Linked DNA regions of Capra hircus: region 1 is linked to region 2. A link is a contact called in public Hi-C data. All regions are on one chromosome and are shown on one strand. Each heading gives the region's core, a stretch centred on a gene start, on an enhancer-like site or on the middle of the called end of the contact. The rest is flanking DNA. Distances are from core to core; before and after follow the strand shown. Region 1 overlaps TDRD10 (tudor domain-containing protein 10). Region 2 overlaps SHE (SH2 domain-containing adapter protein E).

The links. Hi-C and Micro-C count contacts between places; a contact is called where the count stands out from the background.
Region 1: a Hi-C map of liver shows a contact between it and region 2, with 6 times the contacts expected there. The contact joins two enhancer-like sites. A contact is called at or near these places in 2 of 5 Hi-C or Micro-C datasets (blood and liver).

The regions. Positions count from the first base shown.
Region 1 is chr3:104,107,272-104,113,975 of ARS1.2, reverse strand. TDRD10 (tudor domain-containing protein 10) reads right to left here. Exons shown (of 13, transcript XM_005677434.3): 12 at 5,151-5,221; 13 at 2,463-4,951. The coding sequence ends at 4,919. UBE2Q1 (ubiquitin-conjugating enzyme E2 Q1) reads left to right here. Exons shown (of 13, transcript XM_005677433.3): 6 at 117-201; 7 at 464-524; 8 at 720-810; 9 at 922-980; 10 at 1,063-1,111; 11 at 1,391-1,486; 12 at 1,810-1,876; 13 at 2,341-4,141. The coding sequence ends at 2,372. Among named protein-coding and RNA genes, the nearest start is that of UBE2Q1, 8.9 kb to the left of the region's middle. Within about 2 kb of position 5,360, at least 3 of the 5 cell types and tissues checked have an H3K27ac peak or open chromatin away from gene starts, as enhancers often do.
Region 2 is chr3:104,038,083-104,044,088 of ARS1.2, reverse strand. SHE (SH2 domain-containing adapter protein E) reads left to right here. Exons shown (of 6, transcript XM_018046193.1): 3 at 222-551; 4 at 2,428-2,584; 5 at 3,037-3,156; 6 at 4,672-6,006. The coding sequence ends at 4,900. Among named protein-coding and RNA genes, the nearest start is that of SHE, 16 kb to the left of the region's middle. Within about 2 kb of position 3,903, at least 2 of the 5 cell types and tissues checked have an H3K27ac peak or open chromatin away from gene starts, as enhancers often do.

The DNA.
Region 1 (6,704 bases), core at 4,111-6,610, 68 kb before region 2:
TTTGGGGTGGGTTATCAGTGTGCCTCATCCTTGCCTAACCATGGGGCATACTGCAGCCTACCCCTCAAGTCTAGCACATGACGTGAGATGTTCTGCCCTCCGTGCTTCTTTCGTAGGGTGCGGTATCTGGCTCGGTGCAGGCTACTGACCGGCTGATGAAGGAGCTCAGGGATATATACCGATCACAGAGTTTCAAAGGTGGTAAGTTGCCTCACAGCAGGGTCTGAACGCGAGCTTTTCAGAAAGAAGGACACGGTGGCAGCAGTAGATACGTGGATGCTGACCAAGTTTTTAGGCCAAGGATGGAACACCCCTCATAGTGGCTTAGATGGCAGGCATGTCTGTGTGGGATGAACCTGGAGCCTTTGACGTTTTCTTCTTCTCAGCCTGGGAGAGGGATCTGTATCAGGTCCCGCTTAGCACTGGGACCATCATCTGATGACATCCTTCTTCCCTCCTTCAGGAAACTACGCAGTCGAACTCGTGAATGACAGTCTGTATGATTGGAATGTCAAACTCCTCAAGTAAGTGGCGGCTATGGGGCTGGAAAGGAAGTTGAGTAGTGAGTGCAGTCACTGTGGTGGGAGTCTCCAGGGCCAGCCGTCCCGGGAGCGGGTGTGGACAGTGGCTTAGCCCTCTGCTGCTTGCCCCAGGGGCAGTGGGAGCCTCAAGGCTCCTGACTTAGACCCAGAGCTAAGCCTAAACTGGTTGCTTCCTAGAGTTGACCAGGACAGCGCTTTGCACAACGATCTCCAGATCCTCAAAGAGAAAGAAGGAGCCGACTTCATCCTACTTAACTTTTCTTTTAAAGTAAGTCCTTCCTCTCCAGTCTTTCCCGGGCCTAGCCATCCTTTCCACCTTCCAGTCCTGCAGAGGGCCCTGACCTCCCCTCCCTGATGGCTGCCTCCATCTCTCCCTCAGGATAACTTTCCCTTTGACCCGCCGTTTGTCAGGGTTGTGTCTCCAGTCCTCTCTGGAGGGTGAGTGGCTCAGCAAGGGCAGAGGGTGAAGAAGGGTTGGGGAGCTTTTGCCAGGCATAGCTAACTAACCTTTCTTCTGCAGGTATGTTCTGGGCGGAGGTGCCATCTGCATGGAACTTCTCACCAAGCAGGTGAGCCTGTCTCTTTTGTTTTTTGCCTGGCTGGTCTGGGCAGGGCTAGGGTGACCTTTACCCTTCACTCCTCCATCAAGGGTTGGGTGATGGGCATAAATGGCCCTTTCATTCTGCCTGGCAGGGCTTGCACTCACTGACCTGGGCAAATGGGTGATGGCTGTTCTGGGAGTTCAGGGCAGGGGCCCTTCCATGGCTGCAGCTGCTCTCTGGAGAACGAGCATCAGGTTTCTCTGGCAAGTCTGCTGACTCGTTTGCTCTGCTTACGTTGTCACTTAGGGCTGGAGCAGTGCCTACTCGATAGAGTCAGTGATCATGCAGATCAGTGCCACACTGGTGAAGGGGAAAGCCCGAGTGCAGTTTGGAGCCAACAAAGTAAGGAGCCCAGACCCTGGCCTGGTGGGGCTGCCGGGACCCTCTAGGAGGCCACAGTGGGGCTGAGCCGCCGCGCCGGCGAGTGGGCCTAGTGTACCCGCCGTGGGGGCAGAGCAGGCCTTGGCCTCAGGGCAGCTGAAGACTCTGGGGAGGGTGCCCGTCTGGAAAGGGAAAGCTAGGGGGTTGTACCCTGTGGGGACCTCCCAGGTAGAGGGTACTTAGTCTGTCAGCAGAGTGCAGTGCTGGGAGCCGGGTCTCTGGGTGGCAGTAAGGCCGCAGCTGGCCTTGTCTGGCGGCCTGATCTGGTGGCTTCCTCTCCCCAGTCTCAGTACAGTCTGACAAGAGCACAGCAGTCCTACAAGTCCTTGGTGCAGATCCACGAAAAAAACGGTGAGGCTGGAGCGCGACTCGAGATCCGGACCTTTGCCAAGCCCGAGGTTTCCATCCGGCTAAACAGCAAGAACCCCTTTCAGTGTCTGAGCCTTTTCCACCTGTTAGCGCGGTACCTGTCCCTGCTGCCCAGGGAGTTCAGTGAGCTGGAGGGTAGCGTGCGCCACTCTCCTCCAGTAAGCCAGTGGCGGTCAGGGCACAGGTAGACTGGGCGCCGCCCCACCTGCCCACCGCCCTGTGAGCACGCTCACCTCACTGGTGTCATCTCAGGGTGGGTGCCTCATTCTCCCTGTCACAGTTTCCAAGTAGGCAGTTCCTCACCTGCCCATATAGCTTCTCTCCCTGCACCAGGGAGCCTTTGCAGGATCTTTTCACCTCTGACCCTGGAGACGTCTTCAGTGATTAGGGCTAGGAGAGTGGGCAAAACAATCTCCACCTCACCGTTTTCTTCCATTTCTTTGCAGGCTGGTACACACCCCCGAAGGAAGATGGCTAACCCAGGAGTGCCATCCCCTTCCTCCTTCCCCAGGCACCACTGGACCAATTACCTTTGAATGCTGTATTTGGATCTCACGCTGCCTCTGTGGTTCCCTCCCTCATTTTTCCTGGACGTGATAGCTCTGCCTATTGCAGGACAATGATGGCTATTCTAAACGCTAAGGGAAAAAAAACACACACACAGAACTGTTTCAAGTACTCAAGACTGACTTACAGACCAACCAACCACCTGGCTGGAACCCTTGCTAGCAGGCATTCTTATAAAAGAAACTTTCGAGCCTCCTTATATTGCTGGAAACTCAGCTGTGCTCCAGACTAGAGCCTCCTTACCTATGCTATGGATTTTTAATTTATTTTCTCTTATTTCATGTACACTGCTTTTTTTGGTTACAGTGTATGATGGATGTGTATGAAAAAAAATGTATCTTTGGGAAAACAATTACAGTTTGTTAATTTGAAGACGCTGGTTTTGACTCATCTTTATTTTCATAGCTTACCCTTCCCCCATCCCCTGAATTCCTTCAGCAGTTGGGGGAGGGGTACCAGGGTCACTGTGGCTTTGGGAGCCATGAGGGGCTGCACTTCACTGCTAAAGTCAGAGAAAGGTGGAGCTGAAGCACATGCCTGCCTCAGCCTAAAGGGCTCTGGAGTGACCAGACTTGTACCCCCTGGAAGGCAGAGCTCAGCCTGCTGAACCGCAAAGCAGGCTGAAATGATGACCCTTATTCTTAACTTCTAGTCACAGATGTTTTCAAATTTCTAAGAAAAATAACAAGGAGGCCTAAGAGGCTGCTTCACAGAACTACTTTTAAATAAACTGAATAGGAATGGGGCCAGTCTCAAGCATGTATGTGGTCCTCCTGATCTCAGCAACAGGCTGTGTAGCTACCGTTCGTGTTCACTGGTCACCCTTCCCAGGAAGTGGCACTGAAGGGCGATGGTTGGGAGCTCCGTTGCTGCTCCCCTTGTCTGTTGCTTCATTTATTCCTAACAGAAGAGCCAGGCAGAGCTCCGAAGTAAGTTGTTTGGCTTGGAGACTGAATTCTTCTAAGGCACTTTCATAATGTGGGTCCTACTGGAAAGGATTGGCTTTAAGGGGTTTGGTCCATCTACCTGTGGGCCCCACTCAGGCTCAGAACCGCTGTGGAGGCAGGTCCATGAGCTGACCTGCCGGTGCTGGGTCTGTGCCTGCTGTGTAAGTACATCTGTGCCGCCTCCTGGTCCGCGAGCTTGCTCGGGGGCAGAGACGGCCTCCAGAACCTGCCTACAGACTGGATGGTGAAATGCCAGAGGCCAGGGATGGCCAAGTGAGGATGAGGATGTGTCTTAGCTTAAACAGCACAGCCATCTGAAACCTCTAGGATGCCAGAGTTCTGTATGCTTTGACACAACTATTTTAACTTTGGTCACTCCCCCCGCCCCCAATTAAGGGATGTTCATGTCTTGCTGCTTCAGGTGGATGCAGAGTTCACCGGAACCACTCAACGCTGCTCTAACCCTACCACACCCACCTGGTACAGGGTGCTCATTTATGCTGAGGTGGAGGTAAAGAGGGCAGGCACCCACAAGGAAACTCATTTCATGGAGCTGAGATCTAGTTCTCAAGGCCTCTGCCTTTTTTCTGGACTTATCACCAGCCCTGTCTGGAACGTACTATAGGTTGTGTTTTTAGTAATGTGTGCTGTGAGCTGTCCTCTGTACAATGTATTTTGTAATGTATTTTTCTCATCTACCAAAGGATGGAACAAATAAAATTATTTAAATAGTTTGGCTCTAATCAAATTATTATTTAAAGAAAGAATGGGGGGATCACATTCACCTGATGTAAAGGGAAGCACCAGCTCCTGTGCGCTGTAGCTATATAAACACCAACTCTCCAAGAAAATCTTATCAAACCTAGCAGTCCTTTCTGTGACCTTACGTTAGGCTCCTAATGAAGTTACATGGTTAAGGGAAAAAAAAAAAAGGCCACATCATCTGGAACCAGTGTTCTGTCTACCAAGAAGGCGAAGAAAAGAAACAAACCTTATCTTGCACGAGTGTACATCTATGTCCCACAGGGTTTGAATAGCCGGCACACGGCAGCTCCCAGCCTGTGGCTTCAGCTTTAGAGGGCAGGGTTGGGGGGGGTGGCTAGATAGGAATCAGTCACCCCAAATGTGAAGTATGCCGACGCTTATTCACCAAGCCGACAGGTCAGTGTTCAGATGCCCCCTACCTGATTCTACGCTGGAATGCCAAGGAAAGTTAAGCAGTGGGCCCCTCCATTCTCCAGAATCTGTCAGGGCAACTTACATCATGCTCTGGGGTTACAAAAAAAAAAAAAAGGGAAAAAATACACTGGCTACATCAGACTTTCAACCTCATGGAAGCTTCCCTGTTTGGTTCAAATGTTCACGGTGAAGACACACGACACACTGAGAAGTGAGCTGGGGGAAGGCAAAGGGGGATCCAATCAGTCCTGAGCACCCCCAAGGCCTCAAGAGGGAAAGGGCAGGAGGGCAGAATCCAGATAGGAGAGGGAGCATGCTGATCGCAGCCACGTCACTTAAACTCTTCAAACTTCAGGATGTGTGACTGGAAGAGAAAGATAAAATCTGAGTGGGAAGGAAGGACCCCCCCCCCCCAGGCAGTCCACCCCCCCCCTGGACAACTTCAGTTTGCTTCCTCTACAGGAATGACAGGTAAATATGCAGCACCCAGGCCGAGGCCGGGGGGTGGCTGCAGCTGAGACCCTGGGGTGGGAGGGAAGGAACAGGAGACACAGGGCAGTTACCTCCAAGTTCAAAGCACCAGTGATTTTCCCTTTGAGGATGCGATGAATAACCTGATTTGAACTCAAAATACCTGCAAAACAAAATACAAGAACAAAACCTTGGTATTTGTTGGTCCGGCAGGAGGAGCAAGGGAGGGAAGTGAGAGGCTGGGGCTGCAGGAAAGGGTTCTGGCTCCAGACCAGCTCCTGCGGACAAGTCTCTGCTAGTCAGAGCTCAGTCCCAGCTGCCAGGATAACGTGAGATAATCAGCACTGAAGAGGGAGGAGAGGGGGAGGGCAAAGTGAGAGCACATAAAAGGAAGCATTATACTTGCTAAAATGATTACGGGTATCTGAGATTGCACATTTCCTAATGGAAATTCTGGGGACAGAAAACGGTTTACTCAACTCTGGTCTGAGTTTTGGCTGGAGAGATGGAAGTTAAAAGACAGAGAGCCTTTATACCACGACGAGTGAGCATTCCTACCTGCTGGGACAAGGCAGGGCAGGGCGCTGGTCAGACACTCGCCTTCATCCAGTCTGCCCTTAATCAGCTCCTGCCATTCCCACCCCCACACTCTGGGACTGTCTGTATGCATGCAACTGGCTCATATCAAGGGGAGACCTCAGTGCTACCCTCACCCAGGCCGTTTTCTTACTATGAAACATGAAGAAGTCCCTTTCATTTTTCTGAGCCTTACTTTCCCCATCCATATAATTGTACACCTGCCCACCCGGCCTCAGGACCATACTCCACATGAGAGCTGAGCAACCCCCCATCTGGGCTGTACACTTTGGCCCTTCTGACAGGCTTGGAGCTGCTCTTAGAGGGCAGGGGGCTCCTTACTCTGGGCTACCCTCCAACACCCAAGCAGTCAGGTCCGGCCTACAAGACACTCCCCAGCCCTGTCTGCTGCGTGAGTCCCCAAGCTGAGCCTCTTCATGCAATGACCCAAGGCGACCTCTGGGTGGTGCCTCCTCACCACTGGGCACAAGCGCATAAGCGTAGCAGGGAGGCTTGGCTCTGCACTTTGAGGAGGTGCTTTTCCATCTTGGTTTGTGTGTGTGTGTGTGTGTGTGTGTGTGTGTTTCTTCACATCCACTTCTCCTCAGCCCCTTAAAGCACTCTTTCACCCTTTCACATCTCACTTAAACCCCAGTCTTGAGAAGAGCCAGAGCAAAGAAGTGGCCTCACCATTTCAAGGTTGCAGAACTGAGGCCCCACAGGTGTCCAGATCTAAAGTAACAACCCCTCACATCATGTACAAAAATAAACTCAAAATGGTTTAAAGACTTAAGCATAGACATGACACCATAAAACTCCTAGAAGAGAACACAAAACGTTCTCTGACAAAAATCACAGCAATATTGTCTTAAATCAGTCTCGCAAGGCAAGAGAAATAAAAGCAAAAATAAACCAGTGGAACCTAATCAAATTTAAAAGCTTCTCCACAGCAAAAGAAACCATCAAACAAAAAGACAACGGACAGACTTGGAGAAAACACTGGCAAATGATGCAACCAACAAGGGGTTAATTTCAAAAGTATACAAACAGTTCACACAGTTTACCATCGA
Region 2 (6,006 bases), core at 2,654-5,153:
TCTGGCTCAGGGGACTGATCCCGCATCTGGCTCAGGCGACTGGCGGGAAGTTGTAGGGCCCTCCCCACCCCCACCCCGCGCTCAGCAACAATCCAGGTGTCCTCCGACACTTCCAACCTGATGGACCAGTCTGGTTGGAAGAGAAGCGGTGATTCGATGCATCACCGGGCTTCCGCGGTACATTTTCTTCAAAAGTATTCTGTGCGGTATGTGTTTTTCAGAAATCAGACGACGAGGTTCCAAAGACCCCCTGGTGAAGGCGCTTCAGCTGCTCGACAGCCCGTGCGAGCCTGGAGAGAACGGCCCGAAGCCCGAGGCGCTGGCGAAGCGCCGAAGCTCCAAGGAGCTGCTGGGGAAGCCGCCGCAGCTCTACGACACGCCCTATGAGCCGGCGGCCGAGGCGGGCGCGTTCGCCGCCGAGGGGCCGGAGCGGAAGGCGAGGTTGCCCCCGGACAGCCACGGACGGCTGCCCCAGGACGACGAGAGGCCCGCGGCCGAGTACGAGCAGCCTTGGGAGTGGAAGAAGGAGCAGATCGTGCGGGCGCTGTCGGGTGAGGGCTGGGTCCGTGCCCCGCTCCTGCCTTCTTTCAGCTTCCCTGCTGGAAAACCCCCGCCCGCCCGTTCAGCCAAGGCGCTTTTCTTTGTGTTCCTCGACTGCGAGTTTCTTTTTCCAAGAAATTTGATGACGTGGGGAAATAAAAATTAGGCCATGGTTGAAAGGACAGGACTGAAGAAGACCCCTTAATGTTGCAAGGGGTCCTCTGTCTGTCTGGGCATCTTCATTTCCCTTTATCCTTGCAGTGTGCAACTATTTGGGAAATGCCTTAAATCACTACTGGAAAAACCTTATCTAATCACCACTAAAAGCTATCGCATTGAGAGCAGCTGCTTCTAACTCCTGGTGCTGTTCCTCCAACCTGTTCACATTTCTGTTTATAATAAGATGGCAGTAGTGGATCAAGTGGACTATAGGAGAGGTGGTTGGAAAGCAGGAGGAAGCTAGCTTTTTTTTTCCTGTCGAAAATCCTCCTAAAGGAATCAATTCTTCAGCTGTGAACTGTTTTTAATAACTTAAGAGGAGGTTGATGAGTAGATTGTCAATAGATATTAAAGGTCAGTCTCCCTTCTGCTTCTCCCAAGACATAGTTTTTCTACTTACCTGGCCACCTAATTTCTTTTGCCTTTGTAAAAGTTTGGGATATCTTTTCTCTCTAACAGTAAAGCTGTGCTTTTGATTAAAACTGTCGTCAGTGTAAAGGGTGAATGGAAAAGGTAATTTGTTTGATAGCAAACATTTGAGTCCGGATGGGCTTTCCCCCAAGGCTCAGCTGGTAAAGAACCCACCTGCCAGTTACAGGAGACTCAAGAGATGTGGTTTCAATCCCTGGGCTAGGGAAGATCCCCTAGAGCAGGAAATGGCAACCCACTCCAATATTCTTGCCTGGAAAATCCCATGGACAGAGGAGACTGGCAGGCGAGTCCGTGGGGTCCCAAAGAGTCAGACCTGACTGAGCATGGGTGTGCACGCACACACATATTTGAATCAGGTTTTCTTTTTGTGTGCATTAATTTTTAAAATAATTTTATTCAAGTATAGTTGATTTAGTGTTGTGTTAATTTCTGCCATACAGCAAAGTGACTCAGTTATACATACATATATTCTTTTTTGTATTCTTTCCCATAATGGTTTACCACAGGATATTGAATATAGTTACCTGTGCTGTTTAATAGAACCTGTTGTTTACCATCCTATACATACTAGTTTGAATATGCTAATCCCAGGCTTCCAGTCCTTCCCTCCCCACCCTCAAGTCAGTTTTTGCTTTATTTTATTTTTATTTATTTATTTATTTTTGTTTTGTTTTATTTTAGAATTATTTTCCACAAATCCCTACTGGTTACCAACTTCTGTGCTAAATGCTACTCATTTTCTCTCTTTATCTTCTATCCAACCTAGATGTCATAGCATTGTTCAGACACTGTTAGTAGTTTCTATTTCTCAGTTGATTTTTCTCTTTATTATTTCATAGTGAAAACTTCATTTGGTTTCATAACCGATACACACACTTGGAAGGAGTCATTACCTGAGACTCTGTTTAGTCTTCTATTCTAAATATACCAAAAGGACGAGTTTTTTTTTAAAGTATGTTCTGAAATATACTGAAGTGGTTTCTCCTCATGTTCTAAAACCATTCTCTGTTAATGAACATCTTGACATAAAAGTGGGTGCGTGTGGATGCTAGCAGTATGATCTGATATCAAAGACAGCAGGAGCTCAGCTACCCCAGGGCCTTTGTAGTACCTTTTAGCTCAGATTAAAGAAGGAGGAAAGTTGCTTTCCTAAGATGAGCCAGACAGGTTCTTTTCTTTGAGGTGTACGTAGGTCATCTCAGTGGCCTCTGATGTTAAATGGAGCCTTCCTTCCAGTTCAGTTTGAGGGCTCTGAGCGGCCTTCTGTCAAGGAGGAGGCAGTGAGGCAGCACCACCGGCAGAAGAGCTGGACCCAGAAGATCTTGAAGCCAGCCCTGACCGACCACAGTGAGGGGGAGCGAGTGGACCCAGCCCTGCCGCTGGAGAAGCAGCCGTGAGTCTCCTCCCCAGACACGCGTGACACAAGGTGGCTGGCAGCTTGTTGAGAGCCTTGGTGGGGCGCACTAGCTCATTTTAAGTCTTTCTGGTGTTGAACTCTTGTCTGGGTGGGGCTTTTTTGTGAAAACCCATTTTCCAAGCCCAGTGCCTTTGTGCCTAGGGGAAAATGAGGCCCCAGAACCGGATCTCAAAATTTCATTCCCCTGTGTAGAGTGAAAACTTTTTAAGTGACTCTAGCCCTGTTAACTCCCTCTGGGGGTGATGGATAGGTTTTGTGATCCGGGATTACCCAGATCTCATTTCGTCTATTTTGAATGGGAAGCCGGATCTAGTCCAGGCTGTTGAGCTTTCATGAGAAGTTCATTTCCAAAATTGCTTTATGGAATGAGGCCCTGTCTGGATTGGGATGTTGATGCTCATGGTTTCTCCCCCTGCCCCATTTTTCAGTTGGTATCATGGTGCCATCACCCGTGCTGAGGCAGAGAGTCGACTACAGTCCTGCAAAGAAGCTGGGTACCTGGTTCGAAACAGCGAGTCAGGAACCAGTAGGTACTCCATTGCACTAAAGTGAGTATTAAGCATCCTGGGCTCTCCCTGTCTGGATCAAGAGTGGGGTGCAGACTTTCCTATCGTGGGAAAATGACCAGGCAAAAAAGACATGTTGGGTTAGCCAAAAACTTCGTTTGAGTTTTTCTGTAAGAGCTTACACTTTTTGGTCAACCCAGTACTTTATATGGTGCACGGGGATACATGTTGACAGAAAATAAGATGGCGTTTGCTTGGACAACAGAATATGACATACTTTGTTTAGAAGGCAAAATTGAGAGAATTCCCTGGCTGCTCAGCGGTGACGACTCGGCGCTTTCACTGCCATGGCCCGAGGTTCAGTCCCTGGTCAAGAAACTAAGTTCCTGCAAGCCACGTGGTGCAGCCAAAAAAAGAAAGAATTCAAAATTGGTGTTGGGTAAATGTCCCAGTATGCCTTATGATAAAGAGGGATAAATATCCCTATTTCATTTAATTGTACATTGATTAGTTTCTGCCTTTTGTGATCTAAATTATTTCTTAGAGAAATAATTTCTGATAAAAAAAAATTTCTTAAAAAAAAAAAAGTTTCTAACAGGATAGTTCAGTCGTTCTTTTACTCTCTAGCGTTTGGGGCTTTAAGTAAATCAGAGATTCCTTGATTGTCACAATGCCAGCTGCAATTTTGGCACCAGTTTCTTCTGTTGAAGAAGGAAGCAGTGCCTTGCGATGACTCCCCTGTCCAATTGTACTCAGAACATTCGTTTTTGCCCGGTAGGCTTATTCCAATAAGCCTGGTGTCATGGAAATTCTCGTTGCTCTGCGAGTTCAGTGGTGCTATATTGGAGGATCATTGTCAAGAGCCCTAACAGCATTTCCTTCCTGAGGAAGCTGAGCCCCTGCAGCTGAAACAATCAGACTGGAGGGGAAAAGAGGTTGAGGGGGGAGCAACATGGCTCAGAAAATGGGATAGGCTACCAGATACACAATACCAGGAATAGCTTTGCTGTGTTCCTGAAGCGGGTACTTGTGGATTAGATCTTTGAGCCTTCGGTGCCAGCTGTCATATACAACCAGAAACAGTGTTTCCAGATTGGGGGGGGTAGGGGGTGGGAGGAAGAAACAAGTTTTATTATTATTCTTCTTAATGTTTCCTTTGGGGAGGAAAGAAAGAGGAAACCTTTCACATGTCTTTCTAGCCTTGAGAAGAGGTGAGTTTAAACCTCACCTTCGTGGTCTCACTCTTGGGCTTAAGGACTAGTTTGGCAGTTTGCGGGGAGGAACAGGGCAGTTTTTTCTTTTTCCTCTTGGTCCAGTGCCTGATGACTTGTGTGTGTTAAAGATAAATGGCCCAGGGGTGATGCACATGTAGCTGAGGGTTGTGAAGCTTCTGTGCAGTCTGCTAGAGTGCTGAAAGCTCTTCTGTGTGCGTATAACAATTCCAGGAGTGGCTGGGAACCTGTTGGCCTATGAATCCAGCTGAGATTGTTTTCAGTGAGGAGGGAATCCCTCTGCTCACTCATTCATGTCTTCTCCTCAATTTTGGTTTTGTTCCAGGACTAGCCAAGGATGCGTCCACATCATAGTGGCTCAGACCAAAGACAACAAGTATACCCTGAATCAGACGAGTGCTGTCTTTGGCAGCATCCCGGAAGTGGTACACTATTACTCCAGTGAGAAACTGCCCTTCAAGGGGGCAGAGCACATGACCTTGCTCTACCCTGTACACAGCAAGCTGCACCAAGGCTCAGCCTCCAAAAGCCCCAGCGGAGCCTCTCACACCTAGGAGGGCATCAGCACCCAACCGGATTCTCAGGGGATAAGGCTGGACTGCACCGTAATATTTGGGAGGAAGCAGGACTCTTCATATAGAAGTCAAGAAGTCTTTGGCCTTGAATCCATTCCATGACTCTTGGTTACTGACCTGTGCCTTTTCTCCTTGCTAAGCAGTTCTATTACGAGAAACCATAATTTACCAGTTGCCTCTACTCCCTGGAGTAGGGTTATCTATTTGGGACGTGACCCTCAGGAAAGGTAAGTCAGGAGTCCAGAAATACTAAAGGTTCTCCAAAAATGCACTAATTATTCCCTGGAATACCTAATTTCCAAATAAACCAACAAACTTGGCATTTATATAAAACAACAGAAAATGATCAAACGGACCCAAAGAGCATGTAATATAAGACCCCTTCTTAGGGAAAAGCATGAACAGTGGAAAATGAGTAATAGTGGACACTTTGGAAAAAACTACCTTTCTCTCTTGAGGGTCCTAGTTCAACTCCAGAGGCCATAAAAAGTCACAATGTTAGAGTCTGGCCAAAGGATTATTTTGTCGGCCAGCCTTCTAAGCAAAGTTTGTGTTTTCTCAATTTCTGTGGACTTTTTTTGACAAATCAGTTATATAAGCATAAATAAGAAGGAAGATGCCTGTGATTTAAGGAACACCAATATAATTAAGCATTGGCAGTATTGCCATAATTCTGAATTATAGAATTAAATTGCAGAATAAGATACACAACGAAGATTGCATTTCTGAGTTTTAACAAATCTGAAAATTTACAAAACTCAACAATTGTTATTGAATAATAGAACCTTTGGTCTCTTTTGTTTCATCTTTGTCCATTTTAGTAGTTATTGAAAAAACTGAATTTTTCATTTTTGGCCCTAAAATTAGATATACTTTGCATTTTAGAGTAACTATATGTATATATATATATGGGGTCCCCTTATATATATATATATATGATATGATTGTGGGAACTGGGTCTCTAAAACCTGCAGTTTCTCTCATGCTGTACAAAGCAGACTGGTTTGCACTATATTAAAATATTTTAAGAGACTGATGTTTTCTCTAACCTCTACTGCTTAAAGATATTAAAATAATATTCATAG